Linked DNA regions of Muntiacus reevesi: all the other regions are linked to region 2. The links are chromatin contacts, called in public Hi-C maps. All regions are on one chromosome and are shown on one strand. Each heading gives the region's core, a stretch centred on a gene start, on an enhancer-like site or on the middle of the called end of the contact. The rest is flanking DNA. Distances are from core to core; before and after follow the strand shown.

Region 1 (2,952 bases), core at 71-2,570, 310 kb before region 2:
TGGGGCTCCGGAGCTCACAGCTAAGTACACCACACAATGTGTCCCTGGCACTCTCTCTTGGGGCAGATTCTGGCTGTTTCTCCCACCTGGATCCTAAAGCACACCCCTAAGACAAATTAGAAAAGCGTTAACTTGCTTTTTAGTAACCGTTAAGGGCCTTTGGACTGTGCTGTGTACTTAGTCGCTCAGTTGTGTCCGACTCTGAGACCCCACGGACTGTATGAAGCCCGCCAGGCTCCTCTGTTCATGGGATTCTCCAGGCAAGAATACTGGAATGGGTTGCCATGCCCTCCTCCAGGGGATCTTCCCGACCCAGGAATCAAACACAGGTCTCCCAGGTCTCAGGCGGATTCTTTAACGTTTGAGCCACCAGGGAAGCCCTTTCTAGTGAAGTGAGATTCAAAGAAACACAATTTTTCTCTCAGTGCGCCCCTTACAAGTCAAGCCATCGCGGGATGGGCCACGGGGCTTTCTTGAAGTCGTTTAAGGTGAGAAGGGAAGGGGCTGGAAGGAAGATAATCCCTGTGGGGCCGCCTGCCCCAAATCCAGAGCCCGGGCTAACGCCCCGGGACCGGGAGGGGCGACAGAAGGGCCGCCGGCGGCCCCGTCCACAGCGGGGCCCGGGACTCACAGCGTCATCCGCACGCTCCACTTCACCTCGACCGCCTCCAGTTGGCCCCAGAAGAAACGGTCGTTGAACAGAACAAACAGGGCCTGTAAGTCAGGGGTGGGGTCCACCAACTCCCAGGACGCGTCGACCAGCGACAGGGGCTCCTGGACCGGTTCGCGCTCCGAGACCTGCAAGTTCCACTCCTCCTGAAGCTGTAGTGCCAAAACCAGGTCCTCATCCATGGCTGCCGAGGCCCAGAGGGGGTGACTCCACGTCCGGGGCGGGGGGGGGGGGGGGGGGCGTCTGAGGGTCCGGTCGCACGCTTAGGAGATACGGGCTTTCTGGCCAGTTCGCCGATCTCGCGAGACTCAGGGAAAACGGGCTCGACAACGATAACTTAGCTTGTCCCAAACGCCGAAGTCAAGATTCTGGGCCTTAAAAAAAAGAACTCAGCGTGACACCACCTATGGGCTCAAAACTAGGGTTGAAGGTTTCAGATACCTGGTTACAGTCTTTACGGTTCGCGAGTCACGTCAAACACCAACGACACACTCCGCCCACACGTAGCCCCTCGTAGTACCTACATCTCTCTGCCCCGCCCTCCACTTACTTCCGCAATAGCTTCTCCAGCGTAGGAGCCCTAGGCCCCTGAAGCTACTGCGCAGGCGCACGTCGGCACTCGGCTCCTTGCGCAGGCGCAGTGACTGAAGTTCAAACCCGGGCGCAGGCGTATTCGTCTCTCTTCCATCCTGCTTCCTTAGCCCTGGAGTTTGTCCCGGCTTGGGTGGGCCTCCACAGCGGCGGCACCGGCCACGGCGGTAGTGACAGGGAGTGCGTGAGTCCGGACGGAAATGGCGATGGCGATGTCAGACAGTGGGGCGAGCCGGCTGCGGCGGCAGCTCGAGTCAGGCGGCTTCGAGGCGCGGCTGTACGTGAAGCAGCTCTCGCAGCAGTCGGACGGGGACCGGGACTTGCAGGAGCACCGACAGCGCATCCAGGCGCTGGCGGAGGAGACGGCGCAGAACCTGAAGCGCAACGTCTACCAGAACTACCGGCAGTTCATAGAGACGGCCCGTGAGATCTCCTACCTGGAGAGCGAGATGTATCAGCTCAGCCACCTGCTGACGGAGCAGAAGAGCAGCCTGGAGAGCATCCCGCTTACCCTGCTGCCGGCTGCCGCTGCCGCGGGCGCCGCCGCCACCTCTGGAGGGGAGGAGGGAGGAGGTGGCGCGGGGGGCCGCGACCACCTCCGTGGCCAGACCGGCTTTTTCCCCAGCCCCGGGGGCGCCTCCCGGGACGGTTCTGGGCCAGGCGAGGAAGGAAAGCAGCGAACCCTCACCACCCTGCTTGAGAAGGTGGAAGGCTGCAGGCACCTGCTGGAGACGCCAGGACAGTACCTAGTGTACAATGGTGACCTGGTGGAATACGAGGCGGACCACATGGCCCAGCTGCAGCGGGTGCACGGCTTTCTCATGAACGACTGTTTGCTGGTGGCCACCTGGCTGCCACAGCGGCGGGGGATGTATCGCTACAACGCCCTCTATCCCCTGGATGGTTTGGCTGTGGTCAATGTCAAGGACAACCCACCCATGAAGGACATGTTCAAGCTGTTAATGTTTCCCGAGAGCCGTATTTTTCAGGCAGAAAATGCAAAAATCAAACGGGAGTGGCTGGAAGTGCTGGAGGAAACCAAGAGGGCCCTCAGTGAAAAAAGACGCAGGGAACAGGAGGAGGCAGCGGCCCCTCGCGGGCCACCCCAAGTGACCCCCAAGGCCAGTAACCCGTTTGAGGACGAAGACGACGACGAACCAACTGTTCCCGAGATAGAAGAAGAGAAGGTGGACCTCTCAATGGAATGGATCCAAGAATTGCCTGAAGACCTGGATGTCTGTATTGCCCAGAGGGACTTTGAAGGTGCCGTTGACCTGCTGGATAAATTGAACCATTACCTAGAAGACAAGCCCAGCCCACCTCCTGTCAAAGAACTGAGGGCGAGAGTGGATGAGCGTGTCCGCCAGCTCACCGAGGTGCTAGTTTTTGAACTCTCCCCGGATCGGTCCCTGAGAGGTGGTCCCAAGGCGACCCGCAGGGCAGTTTCTCAACTAATCCGACTTGGCCAGTGCACGAAGGCTTGTGAGCTGTTTCTGAGAAACAGGGCGGCTGCTGTGCACACCGCAATACGCCAGCTCCGCATTGAAGGGGCCACCTTACTCTACATTCATAAGCTATGCCACGTTTTCTTTACCAGCCTTCTGGAGACCGCCAGGGAATTTGAGACCGACTTTGCAGGCACCGACAGTGGCTGCTACTCTGCCTTTGTGGTCTGGGCGAGGTCAGCCATG
Region 2 (2,738 bases), core at 151-2,650:
GAAACCAGTGTCTGATGGTTTGAAAAGGATTTTGTTTTTGTTAGCCTAATGCCAGATGCATTTTGAACACTAGTACTGGGTTTATGTGGTTGCATAGTTTGTGGAAGTTCTCTAAGCGAAGCAGGAGAGGATATATGTGAAACTTGAGGAGAGACAGGGTATTGTTCAGAGGAATGGGAACATGAATGGACTAATGAAGTGTATCATGATGAACAGATGGTATCAAGGCCTACCTGAGGTTAGCGGTCATGAATTTAAGGTATTTTCTCCCCAGCAAAGCTCAGCAGCAAGGGTGTAGGGTCAGATAGGCAATATGTTTCAATTTTGCCAAATGAGAGAAACAACTTGAAAGAAGAGCAGGAAATTGAGAGTGCAGGCACAAAAATGATTATTAACAATGGTTGACAAGAAACAGGTACACATTCACACTGTTGACTCCCTTGCAAATTACTCTTGCCATGTTTTTGAAATGAGAATTATTAAAAAGTCATCAGGAGATCAGAAAGGGGACAAAAATGTATTGACTGCCTATATTGTGACAGATTCTTTCCTAATGGCCCCCCAAAGAACCTCCAATTTTGTGTTTTTTAAAAACATATTCTCTGTAATAGACTATGGGACACCTCGAAAACAGAATTTTCACTTCCTCGCTTTTGGTTTTTATATCATCAACGTCCAGCATAGTGCTTCGTACATAATAGTGTACATTCATGAAACCTGAAAAAATATTCTAGGAGAATTTACTGTAGGTGATGAAATGTTAAGACGGTAACATCTGTCCAATCAAAGGTAGAATAAGAATGAAATAGTTTTGACGGGAGCCCAAATGTCAGCCTAATCCGATCTTTAAATTTCTCTGCACAACGCATGCATCCATCTCCGTCCGAGGATTTGTTCGCCCGGGTCAGCAAACACGAGCCGTACGAGAAAAGTGCTGTAGGTAGCACTTCTCTACCACTACAGGTATTGACGCAAAGGTTCGACTGAGCCGGAACGGAAATGTCAACCATCGAACTGAAGTCTGTATTAGAGCACTCTGAAACGCGTTGATTTTTGATCGCCCTAGAAAGCTGGCAAAGATTCCACGGCATCTCACGACCCCCAGATCTCGCTGCGCCATTTTTTCCCCAAGGACACCCCACACCTGACAACTCACACAGATGGTTATCTTCAGCACGCCGTGGTTATAGTCTCGGTACAACTCCTTGGCCTCTTGGTTGCATTCGATGCACCTGTACTGGCAGGAGGCCGAGGGAGCAGTAGTCGAAGTCACTGTCGCCTCATCCGTCTTCCCCTTTCCCGCTGTCACCCCTTCGGCGTTGCCTTTGCCAGGCCGAAGCCCACTCCGCCCACCGGTGCCCATTTCCACGCAACTGCCAGCCAGAACTTCCGATTCAGTGGCGGGGGAAGACGTCAGACGGCAGACCGGAAGTCTTGCGCCGGGCGGTGCTTGCTGGGACTCGCAGTCCCAGCACCGAAAGGGGGCTCTCAGGCTAAGCCGAGCTGGGACTACAACTCCCAGCGGGCAGTGCTATGACCACCCCCTTCTCCCGCCCCCTTACCACAGCCCACCTGCCCGCCGCGGGTTAAGGCTGGGAGGGCGCCGCGCGCCGCGAGGGCCGCCGCACATGCGCCTTGAGGGAAGATGGCACCTGCCGGCTGCTGCTGCGGCGGCTGCTGGGGCGGCGCTGTGGCCGCCGCGGACGCCGCCCGGCGCGTCGTGGTGCTGCTGCTGCTGGGGGTTTTGTCTGCCGGGCCGGGACCCGGCGCCTTAGCCACCGAGCACTACTCGCCGCTGTCCCTGCTCAAGCAGGAGCTGCAGCACCGGCAGCAGCAGGAGGCCCCGGCGGGCGGCGGTTGCAGCCCGCAGTCCGGGGACTGGGGGGACCAGTACTCTGCCGAGTGCGGCGGTGAGTGGGGGGCGGCGGGTGGGCGGCGGGGTTGCGGCGGAGTGCCGGCGCGACTGGGCCGTAGGGGCTGCGGGCCCTGGCGCCGGTGCTGGCCGCCCTGGCCTTGCTGCAGCCGGCCGCGGCGTGTACCCCTGCTGGAGCCGGCTTCTCGAAATGTTGCGCCAGGGCCGCTTCCCGCCGCTTGCACCCACGCCGCTGCGCGCCCTCCTCCCGAGGCCGCCTTGGGGAGGGCAGTGAATAGTGAAAAAAGCTGGCAGCATTCTCCCGAGGCCGGGGCGGGCTCTCTGCAGCCCTAGCAACTTTTGAAAGGGTGGAGGAGGAGATGGCAGGTGGCCCGGGGCAGCCTCAGTCTCGCTCCGGCCCCCTGCGGGTGCTGTGTGAGCAAGGGAAGGAGTAAAAAGGGCCGGACCCGCGCCTGGAGCGGGGATGTCTGGCTCATCTTAGGTCTGGAAATCAGATTTGCTGACCTCCCTATTGATGTTTTGTATTATACATAGCCTCCGAGAATTTGATCCCTGGGGAAAAAAAGGAGGGAACAGAAGAGTAACCTCATTGTATCTGTTCACTGACATCTTGCTTCCAGTTGTTTAAGACTGACCTGTGATCTCTCCGGTGTCTCACAGAGAATAAAAGTAGCCCTGCGGGCTCCGGTGTATGTCAGAGCAGTGAGTGTGTGTTGGCACTGGGCCAGCTCATTCATTCACGTTGGGCACTATTGGCCTCAGTTTATTCCTCAGAGGCAGGGTACATATGTCCGTTTTTTGAAGTTCTGTAGTGGGTCCTTTTTGGGTTCCCTGGTGCCTGTAATGCAGGAGACCTGGGTTCAGT
Region 3 (2,784 bases), core at 224-2,723, 260 kb before region 2:
AGTGATAAACCTTAGGAGAGTGGACAATTAGAAGCCCAAGCTCTTCACAGCAAGGCAACAGAAGTTTTCCCATGCTCCACTGATTTCCCAATTTGAAGGTAGACATGGGTTTTGTTGTTGTTGCGGTTGTTCAGTCGCTAAGTCATGTCCAATTCTGTGCAGTCCCATAGACTAGCCCGCCAGGCTCCTCTGTCCATGCGATTTCCCAAGCAAGAACACTGCAGAAGGTTGTCATTCCTGTCCCCAGGGGATCTTCCAGACCCAGGGATCCAACTCGGGTCGCCTGCATTGCAGGTGGATTCTTTATCATATGTACATTCTTTTCTGAAACTGAGTTTCTGGCTTACTTTGCTCTTTCATGCTTTCCCCGTTACCACGTTCCTACATAAATTAACCTTAGATTTAAGCCAGAACATTGATAACATGACTTTAAAATATGCACTTTTATTTCTTCCTATGGTAAATAAAAATTAATTTTTTTTTTAAGTCAATTGCCCCACGGTTGTGCAATACTGAGAGCTACAAATTTCTGCCTCAAAATATCTTCATGAATCTGTGAGTGACTAACATTCCGTTGTCAAAAAGGACCAGTTAAAATCAGAAGGGGTTTAGGCGGTGAAAAGGCCAACTGTAGGGAGGCCAGGTGCCATTAGCTGTCTTTCAGAATGACTTGTGGGAAAAGTACAATGATGGACAGAGACAGAGAAACACAATAAAAATTTCCAGAAGCTCCAAATCTTCTTAGATTAAAAGTCTTAGAAACTCGATGCACACATACAAGCCAAACACTTTTTCTCCCGGGAATATCACACCTGCGGAAGAGCGGGGTGGGGAACCACAGGCTATCTCAGGCTGGGTCAGACCCGCAGGTTTCCCCGGTTCGAGGAACCAACCAAAAGGTAGTTCGATTCGCCCTCGCTAGAGACGGAGATTCCCAACTTTCCTCCCTCGTTCCGGTGTCAGCGGCTTCCTGAAGGCCCCATGCCTGGTGGAGTGAAAGGGAAGGAACGAGCGGGCAGGAACCAGAGGAACCATCACCAACACAAACTTCTAAAAGCATACCGACGCTCACACACACAGAGATACACCGTCGCCCTGGAAACCAAATCAATCACCTCATCCCTCCTCTGGGGATCTCGGACCCACTCCTTTGCACCTCGGGTCGCAGCCCGGAGGAACCCGGGACCGAGAGAAGCGGGTCCTCTCGCAGCCCCGCCCCGGCCTCGCTCCCCTGGGCGCATACCGCGTAGAGGAGCACGACAGCCCCGGGACCCGTGGAGCCGACGGAGAAACAAGACTTGGATGAACTGGAAGGATCCATGCTGCGGCTGCTGTCCCGGGTGTGGCCTGGGATTCTTGGCTAAGCAGTGGTGGTGCTGCTGCTGTGGGCGGTTCTTCCGCGCGGGGCGGCTCGACCTCGCCTAGGGCGGCAGCACCCTCTAAGGCCACTCCACAGGACCTCGGGCGCCGCCATCTTAACCAGGACGGAAGCCGCGCGGGGACTCAAGGCGCGCGCAACCCGTCAGAAACCGGAAGCGAACGGGGAGGCCCGCGAGATCTGTGCTGTCCCGCCGCGGCCCGCTGGCCTCACGATGGCTCAGGAGCCCCGGTTGGCGACTTCCGCGCCTCCCGGTTCTCAGGCCCTTCTGGACACTTTGCTCCAGAACCTCTACGACTTTGGTGAGTGCCGGGCCTCGGAGCCCACGTGGAGAGCCAACTTAAGGACCCCGGACCTGGCTGGCCTCAGCTTTCAGGCTAAAGATTCTTGCTCCTCGAGCACTCCTTGGCTCCTCCAACCAGGTTCAGATAATGGGTCCTGCACCCTCCCCTCGCCTACGACCGGGGTCTGTGAGCCTTTCTAAGAATCAGATGTCCCAACTCGTTCCTGAGTGTGGGGGCCAACCGGCTTGCTTGTCGAAAGCATTAACGCTTTCAGACTTAACGAGGAGATGTGCACAGGACCTCAGGCTCTGGAAATGGCATCCTTTCTCACTCCCGACCTCTGGGAAGCCCCTTTCTCCCACGCACCCCCCAGATCCGCCTGACCCTCGGGCATTGGTGACACCTTGTCGCGTTGGGACCTCTTTTGGTGACTTCAGAGAATGGTTTCACATGAAACTTTTCACGACCTTTCAGCCTTAAGTTGGCTGACTTATGCTTGCCTTCATCTTGATTGCGGAAAAGGAAACTTACCATTAAAGGTTGGGAACTCCTGGCACTTAAGCAAGGATCCAGTTCTACACACTCTGAAGAACTTACCCCAGGGAAGATGACACTCCTTCATGCACCGGAAATCATCAGGCATTAGTGCCTTATAGGTCAAACACATTTCTTAAATTTGTAGTATGATGTTGCTGTTTTATTTTGGAGCCAGTTGCTCAAAATTCTAAGCTCATTACATAGCTTAGAATAAAAAATAATAGCTAAAAAAGCATTGCGATTTTACCATACACTCCGTACTTTACATGTATATGCTCATTTCATTATCACAACAATTCTATGAAATAGATACTGTCCTTAATACTGTTATTACAAGACAAATAGCATTATTGTAGAAATAAGCACTAGAGGTTAAAAAACTTGGAAGTTCACCCAGCTAGTAACTTGAAGAGCTTGGATTCTAAGCCCCACACTGTGTTTCCAACTCCTGCACTTGTATTGACTTGTACTGTGGACAGAGTATCTCTGGGCCTTTGGAAATGTTGGAAGACAGAGAAGACTTAGTCTCTGACCTTGAGAAGTCCTAGAGGAGAAGACTTTTCTGCAAAATCTTAAATATAGTTT

The links. Hi-C and Micro-C count contacts between places; a contact is called where the count stands out from the background.
Region 1: a Hi-C map of blood shows a contact between it and region 2, with 2.3 times the contacts expected there. The contact joins the promoter of EXOC8 here to the promoter of ARV1 in region 2. A contact is called at or near these places in 2 of 3 Hi-C or Micro-C datasets (blood and muscle).
Region 3: a Hi-C map of muscle shows a contact between it and region 2, with 2.6 times the contacts expected there. The contact joins the promoter of GNPAT here to the promoter of ARV1 in region 2. A contact is called at or near these places in 2 of 3 Hi-C or Micro-C datasets (blood and muscle).

The regions. Positions count from the first base shown.
Region 1 is chr2:89,725,012-89,727,963 of mMunRee1.1, forward strand. It overlaps EXOC8 (exocyst complex component 8), which reads left to right and starts at 1,321. Exons shown (of 1, transcript XM_065922311.1): 1 at 1,321-2,952. The coding sequence starts at 1,462. SPRTN (SprT-like N-terminal domain) reads right to left here and starts at 1,217. Exons shown (of 5, transcript XM_065922312.1): 1 at 632-1,217. The coding sequence starts at 852.
Region 2 is chr2:90,039,658-90,042,395 of mMunRee1.1, forward strand. ARV1 (ARV1 homolog, fatty acid homeostasis modulator) reads right to left here and starts at 1,401. Exons shown (of 5, transcript XM_065922317.1): 1 at 1,157-1,401. The coding sequence starts at 1,363. TTC13 (tetratricopeptide repeat domain 13) reads left to right here and starts at 1,601. Exons shown (of 23, transcript XM_065922319.1): 1 at 1,601-1,910. The coding sequence starts at 1,646.
Region 3 is chr2:89,778,299-89,781,082 of mMunRee1.1, forward strand. GNPAT (glyceronephosphate O-acyltransferase) reads right to left here and starts at 1,474. Exons shown (of 16, transcript XM_065922314.1): 1 at 1,244-1,474. The coding sequence starts at 1,321. It overlaps C2H1orf131 (chromosome 2 C1orf131 homolog), which reads left to right and starts at 1,528. Exons shown (of 7, transcript XM_065922315.1): 1 at 1,528-1,680. The coding sequence starts at 1,593.